Regions from separate parts of the Mus musculus genome. Here region 1 is linked to region 2. The links are chromatin contacts, called in public Hi-C maps. All regions are on one chromosome and are shown on one strand. The core of a region is the stretch at or near the end of the contact, and the rest is flanking DNA. Distances in the headings are between cores, read along the strand shown.

Region 1 (7,250 bases), core at 2,393-4,892, 72 kb after region 2:
ATCCGATCAGTCTGAGTCAGAGGAGTCTGGATAAATGGAGCTCAACTACGCAATGTAAGGCAGACCAAGACATGCATGTTGTTAGTAACGAATCCTTCATCACGTGTCCTGTCACATGTTTGCTTTAGCAGAGCATCTCCTTTTCTATGTCTGATTCAATGCAACACTTCTCCGCGAGTCTGCTTTAGTTTTTCATCTGTGTCCACTTCAGGAAAACATTCCTTCATGTGTTTGCCGCAGCAAAATACCATCCAACACGACTGACTCTCCAAAGAACCCTTAAGTTTCCACTCCAATGTATCTTCAAGGTTTGGTAAATTAAACAAACAAACAAACAAACAAACAAAAACCAACATTTTCTTTATCAGTTATGATTAACAGTTAATTCAACCCGTTAATTACTTTTTTCAGTGGCAACAGTAGTCAAACCTTTCTATAGTATAGGGCTGAACTGAGTCTCTCTCTCTCTCTCTCTCTCTCTCCACACACACACACACACACACACACACACACACACACATATACATGTATATATATTCTCTGTAAATCTTATGTACTTAGTCTACCCACAGCTGACACAATGCTTTGTGCTGTTTCTCAGTGGAGGGATAAGCCCTCACTGTTGAGGGCTGGGCTTTGGTTTGCTGAAGCCATCATGAAAAGCTTCCTGATGAAGCCAGATGTGGCACTGTGTGCCTGTCACCTTAGAAATCAGGAAGTGGAGGCAGGAGGATCAAGAGTTCAGTGGTAGCCTTAGCTTCACAGAGAGTTTGAGGTCAGCCTGGGCTATGTGAGACCCTGCCAAAGAGATGGGGGGAGGAGAAGTGAGGGAAGAAAAAAGGACAGGAGAAGGGGGAGGGGAAGAGAAGGGAGGAGGAGGAGGGAATGGAGGGAAGTGGAAGGGGAGGGGAAGGAGGGGGGTGGGAGAACAGAATCAGAGCAGTCATTCGGGTAAGAGGAAACTTAGCCAAATCCCTCTTTGTCTTCCCTCCCTCTTTCATAATTTGATTCCCAGATGAGTAGTCTGTGTCTATCTGCCAATTTTACAGGGGTTTCCATTTTTACTTTGATCTCTTGTGAATTGTGAACCCATGCATTTTGTTCCAGATTACTCAGTGAGTTGTGCTTGAGGCTGGATCAGACAAGTTAGACAATGGGTGTGCTAAGCTTCCTGGCCCTTGAGTCCCTAAGAGTTCTCTTGTCTCCCAGTCTCATCCTTCTGTAGGGGAACTGAGATAACACAGTGTGCCTCTGCCCCCAGCTTCTCTGTGAGTTCTTGGGATTCAAACTCAGATCTTTACACCTGGTTGGTGGGTGCTTTAATAGTGGGCCATCCCAGCCCTGAAAGGGCCCTAAAATGTTAGGGCACACATATATATGTATATGTCTAATTTTATTCTATGTTCATTGATGTTTTGCTACATGCATGTCTGCATGAGAGTGTCAGGAGCCCTGGATTTTGAGTTACAGACAGTTGTGAGCTGTCATGTGGGTGCTGGGAATTGAACCCAGGTCCTCTGGAAGAACAGCCAGTGCTCTTAACCATTGAGACATATCTCCAGCCCCCATAAATCTATCCTTAAGTTATTGTAGCTACAAATTGGACAGCAGTAAAATACAATCTACCTATTAGCCACCAGTGAAACCATAATTCGCAGAGACAGGAATAGGGGATTCTGTCAGACCAGTGCCATTGAGTGAATGTGGAGGACTAGCAGGGTTGGCTGAGCAAGTGTGTTTGTGAATAGAAACTTCTGGTTTCTTTGGAAAGTAAGTTATGTCAAATGATATTTTGCTGGGCACACAGGTGAAAGGATATTTTGTTAAAGTAGGCATGTGAAGGAATGTTTTTCTGAAGCAGACAAGGGCGTAAGGATGTTTTGCTATAGCAAACACAAGAAAAGACACATGATGTTCAGAAGGAATATAAATATGACCCCCAGACATTGGGAGCTCAAGCATTGGTTCGCTTTGCTCTGCCTTGCTGCTCTTCACTGACGACCTGCATGGATTGGTTTGCCTTACATTGCATTGCCAAGCTTTGCTTGTGGCGATTCCATAGAGAGAACCTCACCAAAGAACTTATGGTGAGGTTCCTGCGGATTTTGCAGCTTCTGCAGACTCGGACTGCTTGGTGAGCTGCAAGGTTTCTTCTGAATTGAATTGCCCTTGCTGATTCCTGTGTGGTGTCTGCCGAGCGGACTGGACGGCAGCTGCTGGTTCATGTTTGGTGTTTGCTAGTGGACTGGACTGAGAGCAACAAAGACTGGGGTCGCTCCAAAGAACTATTTCTAAACAGGTACACTTCCCCCATATCCTAATAACCTTTCTTTCCCACTACCTCTGATGGGTGGTGGACTAGTGGGGAGGTTGGACCCTTACTAAAGTAGGTTGAAAAAAATATGCCAAAATGTTTGTATATGCCTGATGATTTGAGTTTATTCCTATATTCCTCAAGGTAGCTGGAGAGGTCTGAGAACTTCCCTTTGACCTGTGCACACTCCCTGTGACCTGTGTGTACCCACATTCACACATTCTTGAACATGCAGTAAACAAATATTTAAAAAGAAAGCAGCGTGTGGGAACCAGCAGGGATGTAGGTCAGTTGATAACAAGCCTGCCTAGCCAACATAGGGTCCTGGATCCATCCCTGGCATCTTAAGTGTGGGATGATGTTGAAAGAAGCACTTTGGACTCATCCCGAGATAGGGTTCTCCCTCCCCTTACTCTGTGCATGTCCACCTGTCTATCATCCTGCAGAACAAGTACAGCTTTGTACCATGACATTCCTAACCCAGACTTCAGGATTCTTCACCATTCATATCGATTCTGTCAGTGGACCAAACATCGACCCTGCCCAGGGACTTGAACACAAGCAGAAGGTCCTGCATTCCCTGTAGAGTACGAGTTCAAGTCACTAGGTCCTCTGCCTTTGATTCTGCTCATTGCAAGGACACCCTCACCCTCCTCTCAAGTGGCCCTTCAGGCAGAGACAACTAACTACTCTCTAGGACTGTGTTTGAAATGACCTTGGAGCCTTCTTCAGATCCGTTTCCTCCGCGATACTGCTGGGAGCCTGCAGGGGGCGCTCCTGTCCAGGGCTGGCATCCTCTCAGGCTCGCCTTTCTCGGTGGGGCTGGGCTTTCTTATGCCTGCAGTCTCTCTTTAACAATGGAGCTTGCGTTTGTTTAAAATTGTGACTGGTGGCACAGCTGGGAGCCCAGAAGTACTCTGTGTCGCTTTGTTATTTTAGGTTTCATAAGCAGCTAGAAAGTGAAATTCAAAATGACATCTTCAAGCGGAAATCAAGTCCTTCTCCTCCCGAGCTATGTATATTGGGATGCCCTTCTAGCAACCAGCCATGGTGCCACGCCAGCAGCCAGAATGCCAGTTAAGATCCATGCCTACTTTTTAGTAGTAGGGACTTGAGAACAAGAAGCTCTGCGTGGCACAGGGTGAATTCTTCGGAGGACCAGTCTGAGACAAACTGAAATTTGATCTCGCCTGAAATTTCTTCCAGTTGACAGAGCTTCTTTTTCATTCAATAAAATGAAACACAAAATAAAGCAAAGACAGAGGTTCAGGCATAGCCGTTGAATTACCCCTAGTTAATATGTCACCACAGCTTAGAGTAACTTGAATGTCTGAATCAGTCTTATCAGATGGTGGCAGAATTCCTGGAGAATTGGTATTTCATTGTGGAGGAACCAAGGAATTGCCGGCCCTGCCAACAGAAGACAAACTAAGACTGGGCTGTCTGACTTAGCAAATACAAATATGTACACTCAGTTAACTGTGAATTTCAGACACCGAACTCAAACATTTCATTTCATTTTACTTGCTTGAGACAGGGTCTCACTGAAATTCCCTATGTAGACCAGGCTAGCCTGGAATGTGCAGAGATCCACCTGCCCCTGTCTTCCAAGCCCTGGGATGAAAAGTGTGCACCACTATTCCTAATCTTCCTTAATTTTTAAATTCTCAGTAAACACTAAGAGCAAATCTGGTCTCCTGTTGAAATTCAAATGTGCAGGGTGTGATGCCTGGAATGTTCTGGAATCAGGCAGAACTTTCTGAGTTTGAGGCCAGCCTAGTTTGCACAGTGAGTTCCAGTCAGCCAGAATAGCCAGTGAGACTCTGTCTTAGCCCAGGGGGTGGGGCTGGGGGAGAGAAAGAAGTTAAGATATAAATAAAAGTCCTATATTTCATTTGGTATACAAAGTGGAAGAGAAAAGTTTTTTTTGTTTGTTTTTTGTTTTTTTTTTTTTAAATTTAGCCCAGTGGGTTCTCAACCTGTGGGTCATGACCCATTTTGGGGGAACAAACAGCCCTTTCAAGGGTTCACAGATCAGCTGTCCTGCAAATCAGATATCTTGCATGTCAGATGTTTACATCACAACTCATGACTTTAGCAGGATTACAGTCATGAAGTAGCAAGAAAAATGATGTTATGGTTGGGATTGCCACAACGTGTGGCACTGTATTAAAGGGTCACAGCATTAGGAAGGGTGAGAGCCACTGCCTAAGAGCTTCAGCATCATTTGGCAGACATAGCCACCGTGAAGGGTTTGGGGTGTGTTATCCCATCCACCATCCGTGAACATACATAAGTATTTGTGTATTCTAAACCTGGTTTCCCTATTGGCTAGCTAACTGACTTTGGGAGAGTAACCTAACTTCTCTGGATTTTAAGTTTTCTTTCTTTCATGGTTATTTATTTTTATTTTGTATGTATGAGTGTTCGCTTCATGTGTGCATATGTGCTCTGTGTGTGCCTAGTGTCCTAACAAGTCCTCGGAGCCCAGAAGAAGGCAGCAGGTCCCCTGGAACTAGAGGTGGTCACAACCTGTGACCTGTCATGTAGGAGCTGGGAACCTATCCCAGGTCTTCTGTGAGAGCTCATAACTGCTGCTGAGCCCTCTCTCCAGTCTCCATTTGTAATGTTAATTGTCAAACTCACGACAAGCCTAATTTGTAAATTACACATTATTATCAGTCTGAGTAGACAGAAAAAAGTGTAATAACACGTGGTACTATCTAGGACATCAGGCATCCCTCAGGGTCTCCTGCAGACAAGGTGGGAGTAATACAATACAATTCACCTTCACTGTTGTGGGCAAGGCACTTGAAACCCATCTCTTGCCTGACAGACAAAATGTCTGAGCAACCTTGAGCTGTGACACCCGCCTTCACTGCTTCTGGACTTGGAAAGGGTCCGGTAGCCATCAGCGTGCCTGGTTCTCGGGTCTTCAGCATGTATCTGAAGATCTTTCAGCTTCCAAAACTGCACAAGTCAAGGCCCTGGTGATAATTCTACACTCTAGCCTACCCACCCACCCAGGGTTAGCAAGATGGCTCAGCTGGTAAGGGTGCTTGTTCAATTCCCGAGACCAAAATCTGCACGCATGAGAACACACACGCACACATACAAGGGGGTAACTAGATCATATTCTTCCTTTTTTGTTACAGGATATTTGAATCTGTTTCTAGTTGTGGTGTGGCTCAGCCTTAGCACACACCTTTAATCCCAAACAATGACGGTGAAGTTAGTTTGTAGAAGGAAGCACCCATGTTTGAAAGTGATGTGTGGTTGAGGATTGAGAGGCAGAGTGATGAATCAGAGAAAGAGATGACAGAATAGGATCTGCCCAACTCTCATGAGAAAGAGAGAGAGAGAGAGAGAGAGAGAGAGAGAGAGAGAGAGAGAGAGAGAGAGAGAGAAAAGGATAGCTACTTAAGGGAGAGACAAACAACACAGGAAGAACTCAGTAGAGTTCCTGGAGAACAGTGCAGTAGAGTTCAGAGGGAGAGTGGAGCAGCTCAGAGAGGGAGGAGGAGGCAGTTTTACTGGGAGAGTTTTACAGAGACAGATTGAAGAGAACAAGCTAGACACGGGTAAAGACAGAAGGAGCCCGAGAATGAGAAGGAGTCAGAAGATTAGAAAAGATTGCTAGAGATAGTTTGAGGCCAAGTGGAACAATTCTGTAGAGGCTGAGAAAGAGAAGCCAGCCTGGAGAGGAGTTTGAGCTGGAACAACCGAGTTGAACCCATCAACTAGAGATCAGAACCAGAAAGGGTGAGCTTATTCAACAGTAAGTCTCAGAGGCTGAAAACATTGTGGGCCTAGATTAGATTGTACGGAGCCTGGAAGCTTCTAGGACTAGGCCTAGGTTAGCAGACGGAGGCAGTAAGCCTCCGAGGTGACAATCACTACAAGAGAGTAAGAGATACTTTTACACTTTTCTCTGGGGAATCTGAACCAGTGTTTTTGCTTCATTTCTTCTAGTTTTTTTTCCCCTGTCCATCCTGCATTATATGAGTCCTTCATGCTCTTATTGGCTCCCTGTTGGCAATTCTGATGTTCATATCTCACGTTAAAAGTTTTCGTCTGATGCCTAGCAGGCATTGGTAGAAGCTTGACATCGTGGGGAGGTTTAACAGCATCCTCTGACTGAATAGTTTCATTGATGTCTACGTTTTTTTTTTTTTTTTTTTTTTTTTTTACAGATCTTGCCTGAGTTTATTTGTAAGAACAGCATAGGACACTGGTCATCTGCAAATAGTGTGTGGGGAAGTGTGTCACAGCAGTCCGTCTGTCTTCACACTGGTAGGAGCCTTTTCTATGGGGCCTTCACAGGGGCCTGGGTACCTTTGGGGGCCTGAGCACCTTTGGAAGCCTGGGCTGGAGCTGAAGCCTGGGCCTTAGCTGGAGCTTTGGCCCCTGCCTTGGTTTGGACATTAGGCTTCGGTTGGCAGAGCCTCTGACCCTTGGCCATGCAGCTTCGAATCCGCTTCCCAAGCTTAGGGTGAGCGATGAAAGACAGCCGCTTGAGTTTGGGTCCTTTTGGCATCTTGGGCTTGATGGCCTCTACACGCGCACTCGCTGCCTTTGCATTGTTGGCCTGCATCTTCTTCAGGCCTTTCTTGTTGTGCTTCTTGGCAGGGCGCATGTTCCTCAGGAACTTGGGGTCAACCCCCTTAAGAGATTCGTAGCTTTGCGACGGGGGTTTCTTGATGCCATTTCTGTGCCATTTGCAGGACTGGTTGTGTGTGGTGTGGTTCTTGGACTTGGCCATGTGGTAACCCACGGCTCCCGCAGCGCCTGAGACCGGAAGCGAAAGAGAAAGGCCCACAGTGCAGCATGGGAAATAGGACCGACGCCACTGGAAGGTCTAACGTAAAAGCTTCCCTCACTGCTGGCGGAGAAAAAAGGTTCCGCCTACATTCTTTTTAAAGAAGTTTGTTCATTC
Region 2 (6,981 bases), core at 2,804-5,303:
GCAAAGAGAACATCTTTTTTCAGTAAGAGACTGATGTGGGCTTTTGGAAAGAAGATGAAAATACCTGTATCTTCTTTATTTTCTCTTTTCAATTTCCGCTGAGCTTCCTCTGCCTAATGAAAGACCAAGTAATACGGATAAGAATTACAATACATACTTCACCATTTTATTTTTTACACCACTCATCAAAAACATATGTTAAAATGAGATTGCAACATGTAAGTCTTTGAAGTTACTAGAAAAACTGCATGAAGGCTCACTGCACACCAGCCAGTCCAAAGCTGAATGTGTGCCAAGCGGGCCAGTTGGTCACGACACACAGTGGAACTCTGCTGTCAGAAGACAAGAGAAATGAATCGGGGATGGACCATAGCGGTACAGTGCTCGTCTGGCCCGTGCGAGGGCCCCGGTGTGATCCCAGCATAGAGAGATAACAAAGCAAATAAGGCCAGGAGTGTTTATGTGCATCTGACCGTGTTCATCCACGCAGACGCTGTGCTGCGAGCCCTGCCACGCTAGACAGGGTTGCTGTGTTACTTGTGAAAGCTTGCTCCTCATAAGGAAAACACACTTAGCACCTCCCACTGCTCTGAGCTCCCCCTTACCTTGGACTGCTCTGCCCTGGAGAAATGATAAAAATACAGGTTGAACTCTTTGGCACACTCTGGCTTCAGCTCATACATGCCTCGCCCTGTGAGCCCAGGTTTCCTGGTGGGAAGAGTATCATTAGCAAAGTCACGCATGCCGAGAGTCTTAGATGGTCAAGTCAGGCGAGAGCTCTCACATCTACATTTTTAGGGTGTCAAGTTGAAACTGTTCTGTGGGTAGACCTGACACTATACATCCAAAAAAAGCCCCTGCAGGAGCCATCATATATGTCAGCACCTCCACTGTGAACTAGTCCAAACTATGCAAGTGAATGCAATGGAGACACAGCCCAGAAGCCCAACCGAACAGGTTTCCAAACTGCTGCATTTCTAAGCCAGGGGACACCAGTACACACAGTGTTAACTTCTCTGTTTTAACATGGAGTACACATGGTGTTACCGGTTCTGCTGTAACATGGTGTGTAAGTAGTGTTAACCTTTCTGTACTAGCATGTAGAATACACGATCTTATCTTTAGAATCCATAAAGACACTGCAGCTACAGTGTAGAGCAAGGAAAAGCAGGAGGAAAAATTACCCCGGGGCTGGAGGTGGCTTAGCAGTTAAGAGCACTTGCTGCTTTTCCAGAGGACAGCTTCAACGCCCACATCATGTGGTTCATGACTGCTAACTCTAGCTCCACGGATATGTACACACAGACACACAGACACAGACAGACAGACAGACACATACACACACACACACGGCCTGATCTTAAACACCAATGAGAAGTCTAGTCCAGAATTAAAACTTGAAAAGTCCTGCCACCCTCAGAGCATCAGCTCGCCCTTAGTTGTATCAAAAGAAACACATTAAGAAGTGATTTCGGAAGCTGGAAAGATGGCCCAGTGGGAAAAGACACTTGCCGTCCAGTTTGGCCCGAGTTCCATCACTGGAACACACTGTAGAAGAGAACTGACTTTTCAAGTTGTCCTTTGACTTGTATACATACGCCGCAGTGAGCACAGGTGCATAGAAAGTAAATACATGTTTAAAATAAAACTTCATAACGCATGTCATGAACTCACTTGAAATGTGCAACGGACTCGATGACGCTCTCCATGCCGGTCTCCTTGTTCTCCTGAAGGGACAGAGAACAAAGTACTCAGGGTATGAACAGCAACTGCAAAGTCTGAGCAGTATGCTTGTTCCATGACCCTCACTGCCCCTGGAACAGAACACTGCTCGCCACTGTGCTTAAAGACTGGAGATTACACAGCTAGCTGAAGGCCAGGACTGAACACAGAGAGCAAGGGTCTCTCTAACCCACACCCTTGGTCCAGGAAGCATCCCTAATACCACCAGAGAAAGCTGAGGCACTTTCCCAGCTGAAGCACTAGTGTCAAAAAAGATGTCAGAATGATAGGACCAAGCAAGGCCAACCAAATTAATCAAGGCCTGGAACTGCACAGTCCTGGGTGTGCAAAAAAGTTTAAAGGCTTCATCTATTCCAACTAGGGCAAAATATGTTGCAAGGAAGAGGAAGAGACAGCTCAGCAGTTAAGAGCGTCCATTGCTCTTCCAGAGGACCTGAGTTCGGTTTCCAGCATCCACATTAGATAGCTCTAGTTCACAATATCTATGACTCCAGCCCCAAGGGATCCAATACCGTCTTCTGGGCTCTTTGGGTACCTGTGCTCACAGGTGGACACACCCACACATCGACACATATACACATAATTTAAAACAAAAAGTAAAGTGACAAGCAAACGCACTGAGGAGCCTTAATGAAAACAGGCCTTCTCAGCTGCATGAGCTGAGATTCTGAGAAGCCCCAGAGCGGAAAGTTAGGTCGATGAGAGCCTAATGGCCTCGGGAGGAAAACCAGTTATAATTCAACCTGTGAATATCCTTATACCAGTGCTTTAGTCACTCCAATCTTATAAAAAAGACTCTTCCACCAGATGATAGTGGTGCATGCCTTTAAGCCTGGCCCCAGGGAGGCAGAGGCAGGCAGATCTCTAAGTTTGAGGCCAGCCTGAACTACAGAGAAAGTTTCAGGACAGTCAGGGCTACACAGAGAAACCCTCTTTAAAATGAAAACCAAACCAACCAACCAACCAACCAACCAACCAAGAGACTCTTCTGCACTGGAGTAAGGAAAAAGCCCTGAGAATGTGTGTTTACTCAAGTTCGAGTGGATACCTCCTCCCTCAGGTGAAAGCGTCACCTGCACTCCTTGGGGTCAGACAGACCCTAATATGCCCCTGCTCTGTGGACAAAACCACTTAGCTCTAAGCACCACATTCTTCAGAGTTCTCTCTAGCTCAGCTCTGCTCCCTAGTCACTGTTCCCAGTGTTCTCCTTTCCAGATGGAATAGCCATCTTAGAACTGTAGCTTGCACCCAGGGGGGAAGTGCACACACTGCTGGGGAGGAGCAGCTTCCGGGTTTCTTAACTGTGGACACTTACATCTTCAGGCAGAGACTTCACCAGCTCACTGTGAGCCATAGGCTTGATGCTCAACTGATGGATAATCTCCCTCTTGATTTCATCTGTGGCAGCCACCTGTCCAACCCCAGGGTTGAATCTTTCTCCTGTCCAAAATGAAAGGTAGATGCACACATTTAATGGACCCATGTACTTATGTGTACAGATTTCCAGTTCTTGCAACAGAATCCATCCTCTGTCTGGGTCACTCTGTGGGAAAATAAAGGCTGGTTTGGAAGGCAATAGCAGTTCCCGTTTATACTGAGTCTGATGCACCGACTTAAGGTTTCATGGCTGCTTTGGAGAAGGACCAGAAGTACGACGGGACCAGTGGAAGTCACACCCTTTCCTCCTCTGTGCTTCTGTCTAGGACAGGCTGGTATCACTCTGAGACCCTCTTCATTAGGGCCACCTCTGCCCACTGGATTGGCTACTTTACGGCCACAGAAGGTCTGAACAGTGGGGGAATGACAGAGCAGAAGGGATCAAAGAACTGGGAAAGCAGGGCCAAGCGAACAGGAGACGTAGGTAATAAACAGACGTCTCTGAGTCACTGGTCTTCATTAACCTGTGGTTGCTGTCTTTGGAGTCAAGAAGACATTTAAACCAAGAACCAAGAGAGAAGAAACAAAGCGAAGATTTTAGTCCTAGCAACTCTCTGCTCACAATGTGTTCCCAAGCTGTGCCAGTCTCCCTCCACCCTTGGCCCAAATACAGCCTTTCAGTTCATCTGTTTCGGCCATTGCACCCCTTCCTCTTTCTGGGGTGTGTGTGTGTGAAGGGCTGTGTGCCCGTTCTCTTCCCATGACTGATCGAGCAAGCTCAGCGCCCTGCTGCCATCGCCAGGCCCACATCAAGGCGGTGTGCACTCACCCACAAGCATGATGATGAGGTAGAGCATCTCTTCGATCAGAGTGTTGTTCTGCTGAACGACGTCCTGTGGGAGGAGGGGCAAGTGCAGAGGTGAGAACACGCCCACTGCTGTCCCTCACACATACAGGACACGTGGGCGTTGTGACACAGGCTCTTACCTTATGGGTAACCTCAGAACTGAATCTCTTCCCATAGTCAGGCGTGCTGAAGAGCTGATAGAGTTCAAAGCGGCTGAGCATGATCATCAGGAAGTGGTTTGGGTCCATCATGGAGACACCTGTCTTTTTTGTTTGTTTGAGACAAAGGAGAAGAGGAAGGTCAGAAGGGACACTCAGTGTTAGTGAGAGATGTTTAAGGTTGCACAAGAAAACAGCTTATTTGACCACCAATTTGAAGAAAAAATGGACACCTACTTAGCCACACCCTATATCATGTGGCTGCCAAGAGGGGACAGGAATCTAAGCAGGTCAAACAATCCACACAAAGAAACCTCCCTTAAAACTGAACCCCAGGAGAACCACACAGGCAGTTCGGCTCCTTTCCTGTCTCAGTCCACTGAAGGACACGGCTATGAATTTCGCTGCAGTTTCCTATCAGAGTTCACTGCCTACTAGGAACTGAGAGGAATATCAATTAAGCCCCTAGTATGTACATACGTATTCTGTTACTGAGACCCTTTTGTGGTAAGCACTCCATTACATAAAACGATAGCTTCTTTTCTCTTAATGCCATTTTTAAAAGTTCTAAATCAAACTGGACTCAACAGCTAGGAACTGAAGTAGAGTTCTCTGGAAGAGCAGCCAGTGCTGGACCATATCCATAGCACCTATCTTTTGGTGCTGCTGCTGCTATTAAGTCTGTTGAGTCAGGGTCTCACTATGTAAGCACACTGCCTTCGAACTCAGAGATCTGCCTGTCTCTGCGTGCACCACCAAGCCAGTCTGTTTATTTTTTAGAATTTACGGTTATGCGTGCCAGTGTCTGCCACATGAGTGCTGTGCCTACAGAGACCAGAAAGGAGCTGGAGTCCCCGTGGTTGTGGCTGCCTGCTGTGGTGCTGGAAAAAGAACTCGGCTCCTTTATGAGCAGCAAAGCTCTTAAGCACTGAGCTGTCTGTCTGTCTGTCTAGCCAGCTGTCTGTCTGACTGTAGCAGCTGCATCTGGCATGCTGAGTCTGACCCTGATCTGGAGACTGGGGGAAGCATTCTGCAGGCTGTTGGCCTTGAGTGGGGAGTGTTAGTAGACAGAGCAGGTAGGATTCAGAGATCTGCAAGTGAGTGTTAGGTGACTGACTCAGTAAAACAAGACCAGGCCTCCCCACAGCCCTGAAGTCAGGGTTTTTAACTCATTACCTGAAGCATCACTATGTCCTTGTCGAACATCTCTCGCCTGCATTTCACATTATGGTAGTAATAGATCTAAAACGATAATTAATTATATTAGGTAAATAAGCTCTGATGGGTATGGCTTCCTGATCATTTCCCCACTGCAAGAAAAAAGCATGGGTTTGTGTAAGCACAAGTGTGTGCCTTCCTGTGTGGTTGGAGCTGGTATGGGCTTTTAGTTAATACTATCTTAGCATGAATAAACCAATAAACTAGAGATATCCACTGATGTCTGCTGTAGATTCCAGCCAGTGTTTTGGGTCTCCCAAAATTGTGGATGAGGGGAGGACAGATGGCTGAGAAGGTACAGGCCTCACTGTGACATCTGATGACTGGGGGTTGATCCTTGATCAAACACAAAACAAGAGCTCTAAGGAACACTGGCTTACCTTGCATTGAATTTTTAAACAATGTGTCACAGACACCAAACCTTTTTAAAAAAAGGCTTATCTGTGTGAATGTGTGTGTGTGTGTGTGTGTCTATCTGCATGTCTGTGCCAAATATGCGTGACACCTTCAAAGGCCAAAAGGTGCTAGATCCCTTGGAATTGGAGTTATGGGAGGTGGTAAGTCACCAGACATAGGTGCTGGGGACTGAACCAGGGTCCCCTGCAAGAGCAGCAAGCACTCGTAACTGCTGAGCCATCTCTCTAGATCCCAGATGCAAAATCCTCAATGGCTATGTCCATTTAAAACTGTAAAAGGTTTCTCATAAAAGCTGGAGAATGAATGGAATCAAAATACCACAGAATTAAAAAACACAAAACCACTTACCTGATTTACTAGAGAGAAGCCATTTCTTCTCCACATCCCAGCATGCACTTGAGCACATAAGACAAGACATCTAAGAGGATGTTCTATCAACATGGGTGGGCTCAGTTCACTCTGTGTTAAAAATAACCCACTTGTTAAAATCTGCACAAGGAAAGGTGGTTGACAGCAAAGCTTAAAGAATAATATATCAAATCTGCTTTAAGCTGTAACTGTATGACCATTCATTTTGTGTTAATTTAGTTAGGTATGGTCAGCTCCATCTATTTGAGGGTGAGAGGCATTCTTTATGAGAAATATTTTAATAAAGTTTGAAAATGGCAATTTATCCATTTATCCTCTATAAAGACAGTAGGCAGGCTTTATTAACTCAAATGGTGTTAGCTGTAGAAAAGCAAAGTTTCTCATGTGTAGGAGGGACATCCACGTGACGTGGTGCATATGTGGAGGTCAGAGGAAAACCTGGCCTATCAGCTCTTGTCTTCCGCCTTGTTTATGGCAGGCTCTCAGGGCTGTGAGTGTCTCTGGTACCACACTGTGGCTCTCACATTTGTTCAGTCTGCACTTTACCCACTGAGCCACCTCCCTAGCTCCAAAAGTGTGCTCTCTAAAGAAAGGATTCTGCGACCAAGATGGACTGTGTACTTGTAACCATAATGTCAACTGTCCTATGGGCTCTCTAGAGAACTAAAATACTCTCCTGACTCCTTTCCAACTCTATAAATGCATAAGGCAAGACCTTAGAATAACCCCTGAGCTCTACCCCCACCCACAAACACATATACACTAACTGGACACACCCCCATAGGTTCCTTTCTCTGGAGAACCTAAACTAATAAAAGTTTGTTCAGTTTGGTTTCAAGTACCACACACATG

The links. Hi-C and Micro-C count contacts between places; a contact is called where the count stands out from the background.
Region 1: a Hi-C map of stem cell-derived neural stem cells shows a contact between it and region 2, with 2.2 times the contacts expected there. The contact joins two enhancer-like sites. A contact is called at or near these places in 6 of 39 promoter capture datasets (the C10 cell line, embryonic stem cells, hippocampal neurons and 2 more), 10 of 15 datasets of contacts at CTCF or cohesin (CD8 T cells, the G1E-ER4 cell line, the NIH/3T3 cell line and 4 more), 173 of 484 Hi-C or Micro-C datasets (2-cell embryo, the AML12 cell line, the AtT-20 cell line and 96 more), 16 of 115 datasets of contacts at active chromatin or transcription factors (the HPC-7 cell line, astrocytes, bone marrow-derived dendritic cells and 7 more) and 3 of 9 other capture datasets (adipose tissue, embryonic stem cells and pancreatic islet).

What each region holds. Positions count from the first base shown.
Region 1 is chr17:47,035,964-47,043,213 of GRCm38.p6, forward strand. It overlaps the pseudogene Gm4945. Among named protein-coding and RNA genes, the nearest start is that of Ubr2, 29 kb to the left of the region's middle. Within about 2 kb of position 3,643, at least 58 of the 459 cell types and tissues checked have an H3K27ac peak or open chromatin away from gene starts, as enhancers often do.
Region 2 is chr17:46,963,083-46,970,063 of GRCm38.p6, forward strand. It overlaps Ubr2 (ubiquitin protein ligase E3 component n-recognin 2), which reads right to left. Exons shown (of 47, transcript NM_146078.3): 17 at 6,109-6,219; 18 at 5,302-5,367; 19 at 4,108-4,230; 20 at 3,950-4,013; 21 at 3,059-3,183; 22 at 1,675-1,727; 23 at 606-708; 24 at 65-113. Among named protein-coding and RNA genes, the nearest start is that of Ubr2, 44 kb to the right of the region's middle. Within about 2 kb of position 4,054, at least 24 of the 459 cell types and tissues checked have an H3K27ac peak or open chromatin away from gene starts, as enhancers often do.